Linked DNA regions of Mus musculus: regions 1 and 2 are each linked to region 3. A link is a contact called in public Hi-C and HiCAR-type data. All regions are on one chromosome and are shown on one strand. Each heading gives the region's core, a stretch centred on a gene start, on an enhancer-like site or on the middle of the called end of the contact. The rest is flanking DNA. Distances are from core to core; before and after follow the strand shown.

Evidence for each region. Hi-C and Micro-C count contacts between places; a contact is called where the count stands out from the background. HiCAR-type assays count read pairs that join an accessible place to other places.
Region 1: a Hi-C map of bone marrow-derived macrophages shows a contact between it and region 3, with 29 read pairs. The contact joins the promoter of Spdye4c here to the promoter of Acoxl in region 3. A contact is called at or near these places in 19 of 39 promoter capture datasets (the 3T3-L1 cell line, 3T3-L1-derived adipocytes, the C10 cell line and 13 more), 3 of 484 Hi-C or Micro-C datasets (the CH12 cell line, bone marrow-derived macrophages and nephron progenitors) and 3 of 9 other capture datasets (adipose tissue, embryonic stem cells and liver).
Region 2: a contact with region 3 is called in a HiCAR-type map of fibro-adipogenic progenitors, with 9 times the contacts expected there. The contact joins the enhancer-like site here to the promoter of Acoxl in region 3. A contact is called at or near these places in 13 of 39 promoter capture datasets (the 3T3-L1 cell line, 3T3-L1-derived adipocytes, the C10 cell line and 8 more), 1 of 484 Hi-C or Micro-C datasets (bone marrow-derived macrophages), 2 of 115 datasets of contacts at active chromatin or transcription factors (embryonic stem cells and fibro-adipogenic progenitors) and 1 of 9 other capture datasets (macrophages).

What each region holds. Positions count from the first base shown.
Region 1 is chr2:128,590,804-128,593,911 of GRCm38.p6, reverse strand. It overlaps Spdye4c (speedy/RINGO cell cycle regulator family, member E4C), which reads right to left and starts at 1,571. Exons shown (of 9, transcript NM_001310641.1): 1 at 1,481-1,571; 2 at 1,209-1,316; 3 at 911-1,027; 4 at 1-75. The coding sequence starts at 1,571. It overlaps Gm36203 (a long non-coding RNA gene), which reads left to right and starts at 1,999. Exons shown (of 9, transcript XR_866725.3): 1 at 1,999-2,811; 2 at 3,098-3,108.
Region 2 is chr2:128,515,499-128,518,641 of GRCm38.p6, reverse strand. All of the region lies in intron 1 of Gm39928 (a long non-coding RNA gene), which reads left to right. Among named protein-coding and RNA genes, the nearest start is that of Gm39927, 4.8 kb to the left of the region's middle. Within about 2 kb of position 1,716, at least 8 of the 459 cell types and tissues checked have an H3K27ac peak or open chromatin away from gene starts, as enhancers often do. A contact at or near this core is called in fibro-adipogenic progenitors, where this site is marked.
Region 3 is chr2:127,852,875-127,856,025 of GRCm38.p6, reverse strand. It overlaps Acoxl (acyl-Coenzyme A oxidase-like), which reads right to left and starts at 1,398. Exons shown (of 18, transcript NM_028765.3): 1 at 1,040-1,398. The coding sequence starts at 1,192.

The DNA.
Region 1 (3,108 bases), core at 322-2,821, 740 kb before region 3:
TCCTTTTGGTTCGCTGCACAGGGACATCCCCTGCCGAGGCATCACTGGAGGCAAGAGTGACACAGACTTCTGGATCTGCAGGAAGAGACCTCACATGACCACAAGAAGACAACCTGGACATGGTTGGGTTCTTCCCTTCTCAGAATTCCATGTGACATCTAGAAACATCTGGCAGAAATTGCTTTCACTTATCTACACATTAGAGTAGACATTGAGTTACAATGAAATATTTTATCAAGCTCCAGCTGTTCTCTGGTACCTCTTTCTGTGGATCATTCTGCCTGTAAGACACCCCAGGGAGATAAATGAATTTGCTGATCTTTTATCTACAATTGCTACAAAAGTGAAGAATAAAGTTGATGTCCTAGATCATCAGGACACCCCTTGCTCTGGCCTTGTAAAACTTGATTTAGAAGAGTTTGGGAAGAGGGAGGAACTAGGCACAGTGGTATGCTATTTCAAGTTGCATTTATACTTGGACAAGAATGTCAAGGGGCCTATGCCGGGGCCTAGCAAACACAGAAGTGGATGCTCACAGTCAGCTATTGGATGGATCACAGGGCTCCCAATGGAGGAGCTAGAGAAAGTACCCAAGGAGCTAAAGGGATCTGCAACCCTATAGATGGAACAACATTATGAACTAACCAGTACCCCCGAGCTCTTGACTCTAGCTGCATATGTATCAAAAGATGGCCTAGTCGGCCATCACTGGAAAGAGAGGCCCATTGGACACACAAACTGTATATGCCCCAGTACAGGGGAACGCCAGGGCCAAAAAACTGGGAATGGGTGGGTAGGGAAGTGGGGGGGAGGGTATGGGGGACTTTTGAGATAGCATTGGAAATGTAATTGAGGAAAATATGTAATAAAAATATTAAAAAAAAAAGAATGTCAAGGGGCAGACACCTACCCATCTTGATATTGTCCAGTTTTCTTTTTCTTTGGCCCTTTTTCCTCTTGGATCTCTGCTCAGGGACATCCCCTGCAGAGCCATCACTGGAAGCCAGAATACTGGTGACCTGTGGAGCTGCAGGAACAGAAGACCCCACGTGACCATGAGAGGCACCCACTTGGCCAATGCTGGGCTCTCCCCTTCTCAAGCCTAGTGAGGAATTTACATGTAACACCTGAAGACAGCAAGAGGAATGCTTCCCCCACCAGGTATATGCTTATCTACAAAGGTGGCTTCGAGCTGAGTTCCTACGCACCTTTTTTTGCCAAGCAAACACTGTCCGCTGGCACCTGTTTCCCTGAATCATTCTGCTTGCAGGACTCCTTTGAGGAGACAGGTGACATCTCGGATCTTCTGTCTGAAGCTACAAAAAGTGAACAAGAAGTGACCTCCTGGCTCAGCAGGACAGCCCTTGCCATGCCCTTGCAGAACTTGACTCAGAATGGTTGGGGAAGAGGGAGGGGCTGTACTGTCCCACCCTGCATTCTTCTGGGGACCAGGGGCGAAAGCGCCAAGGGTGACACACACCTATCGTTGCTTTCACAGGCACTTTTTTCTTTTGACCTTTCGTTGGCTTCTGAAGCCGTGGTGTGGTATCTGAGGCAACTGGTGTGGACATGATGGAATCCTGTTGTCTTTGGTTTCCCAACCAAGGAGACAGCCCCGCTTGATTCCAACTCCAGGCTATCTCTGTGTAGTCTTCTTTTACTAAAACAAAAGAAAAATAAAAAGTTGCAGTGGTTAAATAGTTAATGGTGGCTGAAAGTTTTTTTTTTTCTTCTTTTGAGGTAATGGGACTTGAATGTAGGACTTCACACATGCAGGGAAGCACTTCACCATGGAGCTCCATGCCATCATTCCTGATTATTTTTTGTAATTAAAAAAAATCTATTTATTTTATGGATGAGTGCTTTATCTGCATATACACCTGTGTGCCAGAAGAGGGCATCAGATTCCTTTATAGATGGTTGTGAATCACCATGTGGTTGCTGGGAATTGAACTCAGGACCTCTGAGTGCTCTTAACCACCGAGCCATCTCTCCAGCCGCTGTTTTTGATTCGTTATGAAACTAGAATTTAATCTGTGCATAAAGAATACCTCATGTAGTCCTTGTAATCTGTGAAGAACTGTAATCCACCTGCTTTACACATGAGAAGGTGGACTTGTGTAGAGTGTGTCCCCTGACTGTGGCTAGGCCACCGTGGGTTTGCCAATGGGAAGAATGGCTATTGCCAGTCATGTTTCCAGTTGGGTCAGTATGGATGATTTTACACACCTGTTTTCTTTGATATTACCTCTTTATATGTCTATGAGCCATTATAAATTCACAGGCAATTAAATCTTGTTAAAAATACAGCCCAAGTAGCCCACACTGTCCTCCTTGTGGCTCCTTCTCAAGGGCAGTCATTGGTGGACAAGATTCCTCTTGACTGTCCCCCTCCCTGTTTTCACTCTTTCCCCTTTATCTCACATTACCTTTTGTTTTGTTTCCCCTAATCTAAAACCTGATTCTGTTCCCACTGTATCACCAGTTGTCCATCCTGAGACTCCAGTGGATCCCTGACATACGCCAAGACTCTCTCTCTGAAGAAACACAGCGCAGCGCCTGATACTCAGCCTAGCACAGCATTGGGTGACGCCCGTGTGAGCACCTGCTCTGGTCTCTCAAGCTCTAGTCCTTCCAGGCACATTCAGAGTGTACCCAGAGCTCTGTCTCACAACTGTGAGGAGGGCGGTGATAGTAGCTAAATGGGCTCAAACATTCTGAAGGTCCTGTTGACATCACACCATTCCGTCAGAACCTGCTCTCTAGTCTGTTAAAGAAATGCACCCGAGGAACAGGCCATGGGCATCCAGGGTAAAAAAGATGCATGCCTGTCCCCTCTGGACAATCAAGTGATCTTCTCTTGTCTCCCTGATAAATTCTTTTTGGGCTTCACCTTGTACCTAAATCACACTGTCTAAGAATACAAATGAAACTGTGTTCCTGAAAGGGTAGATTCAGAGCACACAAGCATTGACCCCTTCATCCATAGTACAAAGCTGTGCACACAGTTTACTTTGCTGTTTGGGTTTGATTCCTATCAGAATACAATCAAATCATCTTTCAAATCTTCTATGTTGATACTAAGATTGGTATGCAGGTTCAGAACTT
Region 2 (3,143 bases), core at 467-2,966, 660 kb before region 3:
TGCCAGGTCCTTGCAAGCAGAGGTCCTGTGTCCCATCAAGCACTTGCTCTGGTGCACTTGGCCTCTACAGAAGCAAGCTGCAGGAACCTGAATGCAGAAACTGAAGCCGTGAAGGGGTGCTGCTTCCTGGCTTGCTCCTCATGGCTTGCCCAGCCTGCTTCCCTATGCATCCCAGGACCATCTGCTCAGGGTGGCACCACACATAGGCTGCTTTCTCTCACATCAGCCATCAGTTAAGAGAAGAGTGCCCACTGATTTGCCTATGGGCCGATCTGCTGTCGACAGTTCCTCAATTGAGATGCTCTCTTCTCAGGACTTTCTAGGTTTATGTCAAGTTGACAAAAAACCCAAACAGCAGAGCAAAGGAATGTCACAGGGGAGGCCCCCAGATCACAGCAGTAGAGAAGGGAAAGGTTGGAGGCCTACCCTTCTGCTCTTTCCCAGGTCATATTCAAAGCCACTGATGCTTTTCAAAAGTCTGAGGCCAGAGTACATGCTGAACAGAAGGGGGAATGGGTCTGATCCACAGCTGAAAGGAAAGGGGCAAGGAGATGAAGCTCAGTTGGTAGAGTGCTTATCCAGAAGCCCTGGGTTTTAGCTCTAGCACTGCATAAACTCCCAGTGGTGGGACATGTATGTCTTATGTCTTAATTCCAACACTTGGAACCTGGAAGTACAGGATCAAGAGTTTGAGGGCATTTCTGTCTTCAAAGTGAGTTCAAGGTCAGCCTATGATAAAGGAGGCTCTGTTTTTAAAAGAACAGAAAAGAGAAAAGGTTGTCCCTGCTTGTCATGAAGGGTTCATGAAGAACAGGAGGCATCCTCACCCTTAGAACCATCCTACTAAATTCTTGTTGCTAGGAGATGGACACAGACAGAGAGCATGGCAGAGCTCTTCTAGAGAGCTTCTTCTAGAGAGTCTGCCAGCCAAGAGTGCACCGAGGCTGTCCCTGCTGTCAGGTCCAGGGGACCTGAAGTCCATTCTGATCCTGTGTAAAGTCTGTGGTCACTAGCAACTGAGCGTTGGAGGCTCCATTGTGTAAGAAAGAAATGTAAGCCAGAGGTAACCCAGAAAGTGGCTTTTCTATTGCTGAGGGGCAGCCACATGGACATCTAAGTTTTCAAGTATCAATCAACACAGAGGGAGGAGACTCAGGTACTGGCGGTGAGAGAGCATGGCTTCAACTGAGACTTCCAGGGCTCCCCAGGCTGCCTGGAGCTTCCGGGGGAAGAAGAGCCCAAGAGGGAGTCAGAGAGTCAGCTGAAGTTATCTGAGGGTGCAGTCAGACTGCAGTTGGGCCCAGAATGCATTGCAGGTTCCTCCAGCTACTGACTTTGATTCAAAGCTTGTTCCACGTAAACACGAGATGCAGATCTCAGGCCCCAAACAGAAGGCTTTTCTCCAGTGAAGCCAAATGAAGCTTAGAAATGACTGTCCTCCAAAAGGATGCTTCTATCCTTCCTTCAGTCATTCTGCCCAGCAGTGGAGAACATCCCCAGCCCTGCCCGACCCAGCAGGGGCCTCAAACCAATCACATCTGCCTGCAAAGCCCTGTCTTCGGCCCTGTGGTTTGTGAGGAGGATGCAAGTATCACGAGTTGCAGAACTTCTGAGAACCATAACGTTTAGTGTTGAGGTGGGCCCGGCTCAGGCTCTTCACCTGCGGGGCTGGCAGTGTGGGGCAATGGCTGAGGCGGCACATCTAGTGGCTGGTGCTGACTCTGCCAAAGGGTTGCAGGGAGAGCCCCAGCTGAAATCACTGTGCTAGTTACGAACCCTCACCATCTTGGGGGAACCACCCGCCCTCGAGGTACAAAATGGGAATCCCAGTGCTGTTTATTTTGGCAGCTGGGTGAGGGGGTCACTGAACTTGCACACTGCCAGGAAAACCATAGTCCTGATTCTATTTTTATTAGTGGTTTCAATGTCTTTTCACCAAAATGGTGATTTATTCCTACTTGTGAATCTGTGAATAGACTGAACAAACATTTTCCAGGCCCATACTGTGTACTCTAAAATCAGACCAAAGTCATATGCTAGATCCTGGCATGCCAAGTCTCCATATTGAAGCTGCGTTGAAGAGATGGCAATGGGACCTCAGAGAAGAGAAAGTATCAGGGAAGGAGGCTGGGGAGAGTGCTCCTTGTGGCCAAGGACAGGTCATCAGGCTTGAAAACAGAAAAGAGTTCTGAGCTCCAGTTATATAAACTCCCATGACTGTCAGAGCGAAACCGAGTTGCGGTCCATGGGTGGTGTGATCCATAGAGAGAGCCCTGGACATACTGGTCTCTGCTTCCAGCCCCAGCTGTGCCATGTGACTGAACACCCATGGACAACTCACTTCCAATCTTGGGCCTTGGTATCCTCCTCATCAGATGGGAGAATTCAAGCAGATGGCATTTCCTCATTGTCTCCAGCAGGTCCTATCTGTAGTCTTATTACCACCAACAACATTGCTTACTGAAGGCCCTACTGGAGCATGCTCCAAACACCACGTCATTCCCCATTCCTTAGACAATAGAACATTTAATTTTCTCATCGTCCGATGAGTTGAGCCAGCTGGGTCTCAGGATGGTCAGGCATCTGATGAGGTACAGTTCATTGAGCTAACTTTGCCAGCCTTAACAGTGAGATCATTAGTAGACAGGAGCTGAGGCAGGGGCATGGAACATCAGGACCTGTTGCTTGGAATACGGCCGGATGGAACCAGCCTGAAAGATTTAATCAGATAGAAACACAGAGGTAGCCGGGCAGGGAGCCAGGAGATGGCTTTTTGCACTCAAGCGTTGAGGACACCCCTCCCTACTTTGTGAGCTCTATGAGGAATCATCAGCCTCTTCAGTTCCTGTTTCATTGTCTATATTGTGGGTCACTTAATAGTGTTGGTCTTACAAGGTATCCAAAGGACCAGGTAAAATAGCTTATGGAAACACAACACAGGAATGTACAGAATAAAAACTTCTTCATATGTGCATGATGTTGTTTCTGAGGTCTCGAGTTTCTCCTATTTAAAAAGGAAGATGGCCATAGCTATTTCTGCTCTGGAAAGAAAATGAAACAGGGCAATGTGTGTGAAAGTAATTTGGAAATGTAAACACGCAGTGCAGTATTATTGTTGGCAGTCTCTGCTGGGCTCTCGCTGG
Region 3 (3,151 bases), core at 149-2,648:
CTCAAAAAAAAAAAAAAAAGAAAGAAAGAAAGAAAGAAAGAAAAGAAAAAGGAAAAGGAAAGAAAGAAAGAGAATGAAAAGAGAAAGAAAAAAGAGAGAGAGAAAGAAAAAGAAAGAAAGAGAGAGGGAGGGAGGGAGGGAAGGAAGGAAGGAAGAAAGAAAGAAAGAAAGGAAGGAAGGAAGGAAGGAAGGAAGGAAGGAAGGAGAAAGAGAGAGAAAGAAAGAAATCGCCCTTGGTGTACAAAAATTTTACATTGTAAGCCAGGCATGATAGTGCATGTTTTAATCCCAGTACTCTGGAGGCAGATCTCTATGAGTTCAAAGCCAACCTGGTCTATGTAGAGAGTTCTGGGCCAACCAGGGCTACACAATGAAGCTTGTCTCAAAAGAAAAAAAAAAAAAAGGAAGAAAGGAAGGAAGGAAAGAAAGAAAAAAGAAATAAAAAAGAAAAAAAGAAGAAAAAAGAACAAAGGAAAGAAAAATGTGTTTCTTAGTATTTTGTCATTTCATGCTTATTTTATAATTAAAAATTTCAATTTTCTTTTGATTGTGCATTTTAACATAGAAAGACATATTGATCTTACCTGCAACTTTACTGAATTTACTAGTCCTAACATATTTTTGTGCAATTATGATGATTTTCAACGATAAGAGCATGGCATCATAAAGACAATTTCATCTTCTTTCTCTCCAACTTTTTATGTCTGATTTTTACTCACAGAGTCTGTCACTGCCTGATGTACCATAAACGTATATGTGTTTTACTATGCAGTGTGTCCTCCTGTATTAAACTATAAGCTCCACAAATACCTGCTTTACTTTCTGTCCCTTGGTGTCTAGCTCATTGTTGGAGCCAGTAAATAACTGTGAAGTGAGTGAGTCACCTCACCTGCCATACTGAAGGGACTTAACAAATGGTAGCAAGTAGTAATTGTTGTTACCTTTTACACAACACTTGACTGTAAAAGTAGTAATTAAGTTTTCAAATAAAAAGATCTTATTTATAAAAAATGGTCACAGTATCAAGAAATAAACAAACCATGATTCCAGCTGCTCTGGAGTCCCTTGGCAGACAACACACTCCCTGGCAGGCTCTCTGAAGAAATCCCTGTGGTCCCCGCAGATGACAGCACACTTTGGATGCCAATCTATACAGAGGGACTTCTATAAACAGTCCACTCCATCCTGTCATCTCTGCTCAACTCTTCCACAGGATCCCATGGGGCCAGGGCTGGCCTGGCCAAGTGGCCAGCATCCAAGTGCATGGGGCTGGAGCTGGGACAAAGACTCCTGCCAAAAGCAGCACACAGACCAAGATCCAGGGTAGCCTGTCACAGCCTGCTAGGAAAAGCCAGGGTTCCAGGACAAACAGAAGCCAGAGGGCCCAAGCCCAAAGAGGAAAGGTCTCAGAGAAAGAAAGTCAGAGCAAGCACAGGGATGGGTGGGAGGAGGCTTCTCTGTCATGATCCTTAGGACCAATAGGGACTGGGTTGGTGTTGAGGCCTAAACAGGACAGAATTTCATGAAGAACCAATGACAGACTCACTTCTTTGGCTTCTTGACATAGTCCCTGCTCAGCTAGAGTTTTGCAATGCACTCATGACTTCCGGGGGGTGGGGGGTCGGGGGGGGGGGGGAAGAAGTCTAACATCTTAGGGGTTATCAGGAAAGTAACCGGTTTCCTCATTCTCAAGCACCTTCAGAAGTGAGGCAATCTGACCTTAGAATATCATTCCATCTTAGAGCTAATCACCAGTCTCTCTAATGTAAAACACCCAAAACTAAAACTAATTTAAAAAAAATATATAGTTAGAGTAAATACAACGATCAGGCCATAGGTTGTCTGCCAATTCCCACCAGGCAGCTAAGAGTGGGCTTCCCGGAACCTGTGGATGATTTAAACCAGTGTTGTTCAGACTTCAAGGTCCCTAAGCCCCTTTACACTTAAAAACTACTGAGGGACCAACGAGATGGCTCAGTGGGTAAAGGTGCTTGCCACTAAGCCTGATGACCAGACTTCGAGCCTTAGGACCCACATGGAAGACGAAAAGAACCCACTCTCACAAGGTGCCCCTGACCTCCACATGCATGCTGTGGCATATGTGTGTCCATACACATACACACAAAAAAACAAACACATAAGTAAATAAATAAATATAAAAAGAAAAAAAAAACTGTGAAACTGCCGAGGAGCTTTCCTTGTGGTTCTATTTAGCAATTTACCATATTGGTAATTAAAACAGAGAAATCTGGTACTTTAGTCATTGTAAATAATAATAAACTCATAAAGTAATAGTTTCATGAAAATACACACAATTTCCAAAATCCAAAAAGGAGATAAAAAATAAAATAAGTTAGACAAATAGAGTTATCTTACATTTTACAAATTGTTTGAATATCTAGCCTAATTAAAGACACCTTGGCTTTCAGCTTTGCCTTTGCTGTGAGGTGCCCTTTGGGTTAGTTTGTCACAAAAGTCCTGCATCACACACACAGAAAACCAGGCATTTATTTTTCAGGTGGCACCTGCAAACATCTCAGAGATATCCAGGGATTGTCAGACCACACTCAAGGACCACTGGGCTAGGCCATGTTCCTGCTACCAATGCCTGCCCATGCAAATTATTAGGATGATGATAACACAGGGGATTGTGGGTAATTTTCTTTCAGTCTCAGGGGGCATAGTGTAGGTGAGCAGGAGCTGTGGGTTGCTATTTCATTATTCAAGAATTTGTTCCCAGACAGCCCCATAAATGGTCAAGAGTAGTCTGACCCCAACTGGGAGAAGAAAGTGTTGAGTTAGGATGTTCCTATGAGCCAGCTGTAAGCCATGATTGGGAAAGAGACCAACTGATGAATGGGAACCATTTGGGAGGAGACTACAAGGGTCCTGAGAAGGGAGCACGGTGTAGCAGTGTTAAACCCCAGATGCACTCTGAATCGTGGTGGACTTTAATGCTAATTTCACTGGTCTAGGCAAAAGTCTAGACAAAATAATTTTTAATTGAAAATATATTTTTCCATATAATATTCTGATTACAGTTTCCCCTCCCCCCAACTCCTTCCCATCCACCCAAATCCACGCCCTTTCTTTCTCTCATTATAATAATAATAATATAAAACAAACCAGACTAGGACAATACAAAGAAACA